Linked DNA regions of Mus musculus: region 1 is linked to region 2. The links are chromatin contacts, called in public promoter capture Hi-C maps. All regions are on one chromosome and are shown on one strand. The core of a region is the stretch at or near the end of the contact, and the rest is flanking DNA. Distances in the headings are between cores, read along the strand shown.

Region 1 (4,697 bases), core at 381-2,880, about 14 Mb before region 2:
TCTCGCCCTCTCCCTGTTCCTCCCCGGCTCCTCTCCCGCTCACTGGCGCTCCCCTCGCCCCTCCCTAGCGCCCGCCTCTCCTCCGCCACCCCCCTCTCCTCCTCTGCCCGGCCTCCCCCTCCTCCCTCCCGACTCTTCCTCTCCTTCTCTCTTTCTCAGACTCTCGAGCGCCGGCCCCAGGATGACAATCACATCCCAAGCGCGCCGATCGCTTCCAACTTTGCTCTCCTTTTGCTAACTCTGGGCGGAGCGGCAATCTCGACGTACAACTGGCCTTAGTCTTGGCTCGGGCCGTTCGGGAACACAAAGGGAAAGATGCAGCGGGCTGCGCTCGGGAGAACGCTCTGCGCCCTCCTCGCCAGTGCGAATAGCGAAGTTGGCGGACGTCTTGTTCTCCCGAGAGCTGGGCTGGGAGGTGGTTTTTCTCCCTCCACGCTCCACAGTGGCTTCTCCCTCCTGCCGGAGGTCTCTAGGTTGAGCTGGAGACCTGGAATTCAGATCCCAGGGAGAGTCGATGGATGCCGGCGCTCAGGGCACAGCGAGGCCGAGATGACCGCCTTTCTGCGCCAGCAACTGCAGCAGGTGGGCAAGAGCCAGGCCTAAGTAGAAGGGGCCCCGCTAGCCCTTCCTTCCACCCATCCCTGGCAGACGACGAGAAGAGGCTAGAGAGGAGACTCTGGGGTCTCTGGCTGGGGGTGTGACTTTTCTCTGGAACGAGGAAGGCAGTGGGCAAGAAGTGCCCGACGGAGAAGCTGTTCTACCCGAGTCGGTCCCCCAGACGCCCCCGGCCCCTTGCCATCCCAAGTAGCGATGCCTGCTTCTCATGTCTAGCCACGAGCAGCTTGCCCCGTCAGGTCTGTGGAGCCGGAGGGTGTGGGGTCTCGCCCCTTTTGTTCCACTAAGTCGCCTTCCACCCTCGCTCGCCCCCGCCCCAGTTCCACTGCAAACACTGGGCAGTGAACAGTGTCCAACCCAACCGCTGTTTGTTCAGCGAGGCGCTGGCCCGGCAAACACACACCACAGAGTCCCAGGCAGAGTTCTCGGAACACCCCCTCCCCAAACCCCCCACGGCCACACAGTGAGAAGGCAAAACAGACCCTAGTCCCTGGTCTCCACCTCCCGCCGCCGCAAATTACAAACGCACTGAAGCTTTGGGACAGACAGGGGCGCTGGTAAACCAGGACCGCCGGCGGCAGAGTGCACACACCACACATCAAGCATTTTGTGGCCTTTCACAACCCAGCCACGCGCAGGCTGGAGCGTAACAATACACAAAGTTTCCTGTAATGATTCTCACTAGCCAGCAAGCAGTTTGCTCGGTTGGGGCCGTGGCAAACACTAACCCCACGCGGATCGCACAGGGACCCGCACCGCGGCGCGCATTCACGCACGCGCGCAGACTGCCCCCTCACTTAGCACTCAGGATACAGGTTCCGCCCCCGAGAGGTTGGACCCCGCGGACTACATTCTCCAAGAACCTCTAGGCCTACCCCGCCCTTCCCCTACACAGCTTCGCCTCTGATTGGGCGTTGGTCTCCATTAGCCCCTCCTCTGGATGACGTAATCCGCTTCCCTCGGAGTTCCAGCGCCAGGGGGCGTGGCTGGGAGGGTCTTTGGCTGCGTATTGTCATGGAGACCAGAAGCGGTCGGCTGCTGAAGCGGGCGGCTGCGAGCTAGACTGATCGGCACGCGAAACCGGAGCCCTGGAGAGCGTGCGGCGGCCTGAGGCTGCCTCTCGGGCTGACCATTCCGGGTTCGGGGTAGGCCGGAGCTCTTCAGGGAGCGTCCCCGCCCCGACGCGCGGGTCCCCGCCTCCCGCGTCCGCACCGCCCCCCGGCTCCGCCCGCTCAGCCCGGCTAACGGTCGGCGCGGCCTGCCACGAGGGAGCGTCCGCGGCCCGCGCAGAGCCGCGCACCAAGCCGATGGCGGTGGACGCAGCAGGGCCCCGCGGTCTGAGTGCGGGCAGGCGCGCGTGGGCGTGTCTCCCTGGCCCACGCGTGTCCCCGGCATCAGTGTCTCGGCTCTGGTCCAGGACGAAGACTTCTGAAAGCGAGCCAAGGAGGTTTGTGCCACCGAGAGCCCAAGTCTGTCACGCAGACATCCTCATTACATAATCCTGCCACTTGGGCGACTTGACTGTTTCTGTCTCCCCCTCCCCATCTTGCTCCCCACTCTATATTTTTTCTGCTCTCTCTCTCTCTCTCTCTCTCTTTTTTTTTATTTTTTTTATTTTTTTTATTTTTTTTGGTGTGTGTGAAGGACTAGAAAGTGTCCTGCAAGATATTGAAACATTTAGAATTTGCGATTTTGTTTCTCTGGTTGTCACCTCCGCTCTACATCAAATTTAAGGCTCATTTCTTAAGGATGTCTCTATTTTCTGCTTTATTTGCACACTGATGGCTCTGCTGCTCTGCTGGCCTCAGCCGCCTGCGTCTGATACAGAACCGCGTTAATAAGAGAGGGAAGGCGAAAGCTGATCATTAGCAGGCAGACGGAACTCAGATAGCATCTGGCGTCCTTTTCTCCATGTTTACAAGAAAGCTTTTATATTCTCGCTTGGTAAACACATTCTTGCTGGCAAACACAAGGTTTTAACTTTTTATCTTGATACTAGGGGAGAATCAACACTCCTCCCCACACAAACACCTTTTTTTTTTTTTCCTTTCTGTTCCGTCAGCTTTTCCATTTGGGAAACTGTTCACTTGTTAGCTGTAGTTCCGGGTCTCTTGTCGCTGAAGCTTTTTATACACCAGCAGAGGTAGGACCCTCATGCCAGATCACCAAGACTCGTTTATTCCCCCTTACTGCTGCATTTGTATATTTCTAAACATGTACTAGGGCTAGGTTACTCTGTTTTTAATGTTGGCTTGTTAAGCTTCATTTAAAAACTTGCCAAGGGTTTATTGGTTTGTCGTGTCTGCACGGATCTAGTTATGCCTAGCTCTTAAAACATCGAGCTTTAAAATAAGACCTACGATTGTGCTGCCAAGATCTGGCATGGCGCTTGCTCTTCAAGTTCTGGACAAGTAGGGCTGTCATTGTTTCTATCAAGTGCAAAGGAGGTGACGCCTGTTTGCTTAGTGTAATAGTTGTTTACAGTGAAAACTTTAAAGACTTACAAAAGTAGACCCGCAGGATTTTAAAGATCTCGTCATTTCTGTGGCTGAGACACAGCAGCAGCATCAGGAAAGGCAACAGATTGCTTCTGTCCTATCGCTTGGCTGTTTTCGAGTGTTCTTAAAGGATTATGATTGATAAGGCTGTCTTGCTGGAGAATGTTGACACAGGTGTGCATCGTTATCTTAATTAAGATCCAGAGAAAATGTTGTCTATAAATGGAGACACAAGGAGAGGACATAATTTTGTACAGTTTTGCTTTTGGAGACTTTAATTGCTCTTGAAAGCTGTCTTTGAGCTTCCAGATTTTGTGAGACAGATTCTTTGGCAACAGAAGTTTTAGAGAGGAATGATAGTTTAATGTTAAGTGTTCTGGCATGCTCTGATACTACTTGTGGCTTTTTGGCAATACTTTGTGTTGGCTTTCTTTGTGCTCTGTCTTTGTGGAATTATGGCTCTCAATTTCTAAAGCAAAGCGTAAAATAGAGGGCTGTATTGTTAGGCAGACAATCATTAATGGTTGGAATCAATCTGTTGAGGAAGACGCGTTTAGTGTGCATGAAACAGGGAAATACTGAAAATGTAAACAGTAGAGAAATGTATCCCTTTTAAGGTCTGAGGAAGGAAAGAGCCTTCCCAAGAGCCTTGGTGATGTAAAATCATTCTCTTTTCATATTATCAAGTGCATAGCTGCAGTGTTTATGGGATGCCTCCTTTTCGTTTGTAGAAATGAGGGAAACTTTCACTCCTCCCAGAATACTGTGTTATATATTTTAACTGGTGAGCAAGTGATGATACGGTACTAGGTTAGTACCCAGACGATAACCTGGTTACTCACTAAAATAATATCACCATCCTCCACTAGGAATGGGGGTGAGAACAACAAAGGGGGGATGCTGGTGGCTCACCCTCGGCTTGCCGTGCACCTCAGGCCGGTTAACATAAGTGCTACATTAAAATCTTCCCTCCTCTTTGTAGCTCAACATTTCCTGGAAGCTGGCTGTCAATCAGCATTTGTGTAAGATGTGTCCGTGCTCTCCTTTACTATAAACCTCAGGGTAGAGAGAGGAAATGAAAGTGGAGGGACCCTGGGCATCTGATGGGAGAGGCCAGGTGGAGAGTCACGGCTGAATCTTGACTTCAAGGATAATTAGCTGGTTAGAATTACACGGGGAGCTAAAATCAAAGGAAGACTACTTAGACTTGCTTGCTGAAACTGAAACAAGAGCGTTCATTTTGAGATAATTGCTTTATTTACCGCCCCCCCCGGCCTCCCCCCACCAAAATGTTTTCTCTGGCAGCTATAGTCCTCATCTTGTATGCTATTATGCATATGCTATTTTTAAATTAGATATATTGTGTTAAAAGAGTTAGAATATTAATACAAATGAATTCTCCACTTTAATTAATAACACAACTATGCATGTTTGTGTGTTTTGTAAATGTTACGAAGAATGACAGACAGTGTCCTTTAAGCTGATGAGCTGGGAATGAATGAAATGCTGTAATCCTTTGTGAGTTGACTGTGTTGTTTAAAATAGATTATGAGCACAGTGTCGAAACTGGAACAGTGTTTTCAT
Region 2 (4,657 bases), core at 1,314-3,813:
AGCCTTTTGAAGATTAAGCAAATTGGACAACCCTTGTTAATTAGAACATAATTTGAAGTTTGAAATTATATCACTGATGAAGTGGTCTAATTAGTATGGCGATATGTTAATGGACCAGCAAGACACTGGCAATGGGGTTTGGCATGGACCTCGCTAAGGCATGCACAAAAATTCTCTCTTTTATACTGGCATTAATAAAAGATTTCTATAGACTCCAGCTTTTCCACGACGACATACAATTTATATACACACAATGCCCACAGTCCTGTTCATTTTTTCACTATTATGAAAACTAATAAATTCGTCAAGCTGAATTAAGCATACAAATCAGACGAGGCATAGCAGATTACACGGTGAAGCTCGGTGTCTCCCGAGCCTAAATGAAATTTCAATCTAATAATTCCTTCCTAGCTGGGTCATAATTTGTTTAGAGATGCTGTTGTACTTCTTTCAAAGCGCTGTTCACACTATAATTAAATGATACTCAAGCTTTTAACTTTGATTTATTTCATTTCGTGAAGCTTGAGACAGTGAGAACTGCACAATGTTATTTTTTTTTTATTTCCTTGAAAATTACCTTGGCTGTTGAGGTAGAAATTAAACACCTAAGCACTTACTTGAACAGTCTTGCACACAGCCACGTTCTTTCATGTCAACACCCCCCTCTCCGAGTCCTTGCCCAGGCTTCTTAGGGCTCTCAGTGGAGAACATGGCTCGTAGGAATCCCCTTTGGCTACTGTTTATTATTTTCCTTTACGCAGGGGAAGAGAAAGGCGGGCTCCAGACTGGCAAAGCAGCAGAGATTTAAGCACCACGGACAGATCCCATCGCGTTGTCAAAGCAGAGGCTTTGGGGTGGGGGGGGGGGGGGAGTATTCCGACGACAGCTTTCCTAACTTGAACCTGCCAGCCCCGGCCTGGATGAGGTCAGGGGAGGATCCACGGTTTCCTGTTCGCCGCTACCGCCGCAGGGCTTCCGGGTGCTGACTCCCAGAGGGCTCCCCTTTCCACGCTTGCCCTCCACTTTGTTTTTGTCCTAGCTCGCGCCAGTGCCTCTTAGGCCTTCTGCTTGCTCTCACACCTGCTGGCCCTCCCAAGCTCCCAGGGCCTGCACCTGTTCCGGATCACCCCTGTCCCGGACCAGCCACCCGCAGGTCCTCATCGGTATATGCACCTAGTGTCTTTCCGCGCTCTGGAAGGCGAGGGTAGCCCCAAGTGCCGCAGGACGGAGGGGAAGGATGGGAAGGAGAGGAAATAGGTTGTGTTTGGGGGGGTTGGGGCTGGGGAGTGGGCCACACTGTCTGCTTTTGAACTGGAACTCAGAATGTGTGTTCACTTCCAGGAAAGTGGTTTGCACTAGCACAAAAGTGGGAGCAAAGTGTAAGCAAAAAATAGTCTCTGCACACAGTGACTGTAGAAATGAAGATAAGTGGGACTTACGCCAGTCTGAGTGTGTGTGTTTGTGTGAGTGTGTGTGCACGCGCGTTTGAGTGAGTGAGTGAGTGTGTGTGTGTGTACGTGTACACGGTGTTAGTGGCATTCGGCAGCACATGCGCTCTGTATTTCTGGCCCTTCTCGTCCTGTCAGTTGCTCCTTTCCCTTTGATTGTAGCTAATGAAGAATAATACATCCCAGAGTCAGGGTTTGCCAGGAGATCCTCCCAAGTCCCAGCTCACCCTGTACTGGACATAGGGAGGAGGTGGAAAAAGAGAAGGGGGTGGGAGGAGAGGAATCTGTACATGTGTTAGAGGGTGATATGCTCATAAAGGGGGGAGTCGCATGCGCATAGAGGACACTAACGGGCTGTGTGGCTGTCCAATCCGCTGAGAGCTGAGGGAAATCGAGGGAGAGGAAGCCCTGCAGCCGGGCAGACCCACGTCTTTCTGCACTAGGCACCCGCCGGGCGGTGGGATGCAAAGCCCGGGGCTGACCTCAGCACGCATCAAGGCGGGAGCTCAGAGCAGAGCAGAGGACCCGGGTCGCCGCAGCGTCTAGATCCTCATCCAGGGGAATCAGGGTCACTGGAGCTGACGGGAGGGGAGGGCCCCTGAAACTTAGTGGTAAGCAGAGGGCAGGAGAGCAGGTGGCCAGGTAAGGTGCACCTCACAGTTCAGGGCTAGTCGCTTCCAAGATTGGCTTGGAACGCAACTTTTAGGGGGAGTTTTTTTTTTTTTTTTCCCGAGGGAGGCGGGAAGATCTGGAGACTGTCATTTAGGTGACTGGCACTGCCGGGTGGGGGTGGCCCGAAGCACCGACCTGGCTAGTTGGGTGGGGTTGAGCTGGGGCGCGATTAGAATCAGGAGTTGCAGGCGCGGCGTAGGAGTGGTAACAGCAGAGCGCCTGCCGGGGCAGGGAAGGCTGCGGGTCCCGTGGCAGAGAGAGAGGGGCGGGTGCAGGGAGAACTGAAAGGACCGGAGCCTGCGGGGAGCCAGGGCGGGGAGAAACCCACCCAGAGCAGTGCGTCCTGGCAGGAGAGGGCGGGGGAGGGAAGGAGGGGGAGGGCGGGCGGGGGTCAGGCGCGGGAAGAGGGGACTATAACTCCACCGCCTCGATGAGCTGGGGCACTTTGGGGTGCTGAGGTCTGAAGCCAGAGCCACCCGGAGCAGGGCAACCTCTCGGGCAGACCTAGCGGGAGACACAGGAGCGGAGCTAGCGGCCACACTGGGAGAACCGGGCCTGGAAGCAGTGGCGGCTGAGCACAACTTTGCAGTGTTGTTCCCTCTGCTGCTCCGGCCGGGTACTTCTCCGGAGGGTCGGGTAGCTGGGACCGGAGTGCGCCAGCGACGAGCGCGCCGCGCAAGGAAAGATGATGATGATGTCCCTGAACAGCAAGCAGGCGTTCAGCATGCCTCACGCAGGCAGCCTGCACGTGGAGCCCAAGTACTCGGCGCTACACAGTGCCTCCCCGGGCTCCTCTGCGCCCGCGGCGCCCTCGGCCAGTTCCCCTAGCAGCTCCAGCAACGCTGGCGGCGGCGGCGGTGGCGGCGGAGGCGGAGGCGGCGGCGGCCGGAGCAGCAGTTCCAGCAGCAGTGGCAGCGGCGGCAGCGGCGGCGGCGGGGGCTCGGAGGCGATGCGGAGAGCTTGTCTTCCAACCCCACCGGTGCGTATGTCTGCATAATCACCGCTTAAAGGCACATTTTGACAGCCTCCTTTATCTGCTTGATGTTTTTTTCATGTCTGCACAGCAAATCACCCCACACCTCCAACCAATCCCCCCTCTCTTAAGTATTCAACGGGTCTTGCCTTTCATATTAATTTTTATGACCTGGGATGCTGCCTGTGCGCGTGTTGTGTTGTGTTGTGTTGTGTTGTCTGTGGCTCACTTTTCCTCCCCCTGCACATTGGCTTCTCGCGCAGGCTTCCCCTCTCTTCTCGCTGCCGAGTTTCAGGATCACTGTCATTATTATTATTTTAACGTTCTGGGAATGCTGTAGGCACGGTGGCGGTGGCGAGCCCTGGGCCGGGGGCTTCCGGAGAGAGCGCTCACAATTCCCTGCTGAGCGTAATGTGTGCCTTCTACTTACAATTGCAGAGCAATATATTCGGCGGGCTGGATGAGAGTCTGCTGGCCCGTGCCGAGGCTCTGGCCGCCGTGGACATCGTCTCCCAGAGTAAGAGCCACCACCACCATCCGCCCCACCACAGCCCCTTCAAGCCGGACGCCACTTACCACACCATGAACACCATCCCGTGCACGTCGGCAGCCTCCTCTTCTTCTGTGCCCATCTCGCACCCGTCCGCTCTGGCTGGCACCCATCACCACCACCACCACCACCATCACCACCATCACCAGCCGCACCAGGCGCTGGAGGGCGAGCTGCTTGAGCACCTAAGCCCCGGGCTGGCCCTGGGAGCTATGGCGGGCCCCGACGGCACGGTGGTGTCCACTCCGGCTCACGCACCACACATGGCCACCATGAACCCCATGCACCAAGCAGCCCTGAGCATGGCCCACGCACATGGGCTGCCCTCGCACATGGGCTGCATGAGCGACGTGGATGCAGACCCGCGGGACCTGGAGGCGTTCGCCGAGCGTTTCAAGCAGCGACGCATCAAGCTGGGAGTGACCCAGGCAGATGTGGGCTCGGCGCTGGCCAACCTCAAGATCCCGGGCGTGGGCTCGCTCAGCCAGAGCACCATCTGCAGGTTTGAGTCTCTCACGCTGTCACACAACAACATGATCGCGCTCAAGCCCATCCTGCAGGCGTGGCTGGAGGAAGCTGAGAAATCCCACCGCGAGAAGCTCACTAAGCCGGAGCTCTTCAATGGCGCGGAGAAGAAGCGCAAGCGCACGTCCATCGCGGCGCCGGAGAAGCGCTCTCTGGAAGCCTACTTCGCCATCCAGCCAAGGCCCTCCTCGGAGAAGATCGCGGCCATCGCCGAAAAGCTGGATCTCAAGAAAAATGTGGTGCGCGTCTGGTTCTGCAACCAGAGGCAGAAACAGAAGAGAATGAAATACTCTGCCGGCATTTAGGGACCCTTCTCCAGGGATGGCCCTTTCCCTTCGCCCTCTTTTTTTCTAACCCCCTTCTTGTCTCTTCTGCCTCTTTCCTTTCTACTTTGGCTATCAGAAAACAATTCCGGTAAATGTGAACCCAGACCAAGCCAGGAGCAAAGAAGCAAGCAGCTGAGCCCAAATCAGAGAGATTGTGAACCGG

What was found. Promoter capture Hi-C pulls out the DNA fragments that hold promoters and counts their contacts.
Region 1: a contact with region 2 is called in a promoter capture Hi-C map of hippocampal neurons, with 6 times the contacts expected there. The contact joins the promoter of Crnde here to the promoter of Pou4f2 in region 2. A contact is called at or near these places in 1 of 39 promoter capture datasets (hippocampal neurons) and 1 of 484 Hi-C or Micro-C datasets (embryonic stem cells).

The regions. Positions count from the first base shown.
Region 1 is chr8:92,353,053-92,357,749 of GRCm38.p6, reverse strand. Crnde (colorectal neoplasia differentially expressed (non-protein coding)) reads left to right here and starts at 1,630. Exons shown (of 4, transcript NR_110452.1): 1 at 1,630-2,062.
Region 2 is chr8:78,434,553-78,439,209 of GRCm38.p6, reverse strand. Pou4f2 (POU domain, class 4, transcription factor 2) reads left to right here and starts at 2,563. Exons shown (of 2, transcript NM_138944.3): 1 at 2,563-3,099; 2 at 3,532-4,657. The coding sequence starts at 2,806. The coding sequence ends at 4,473.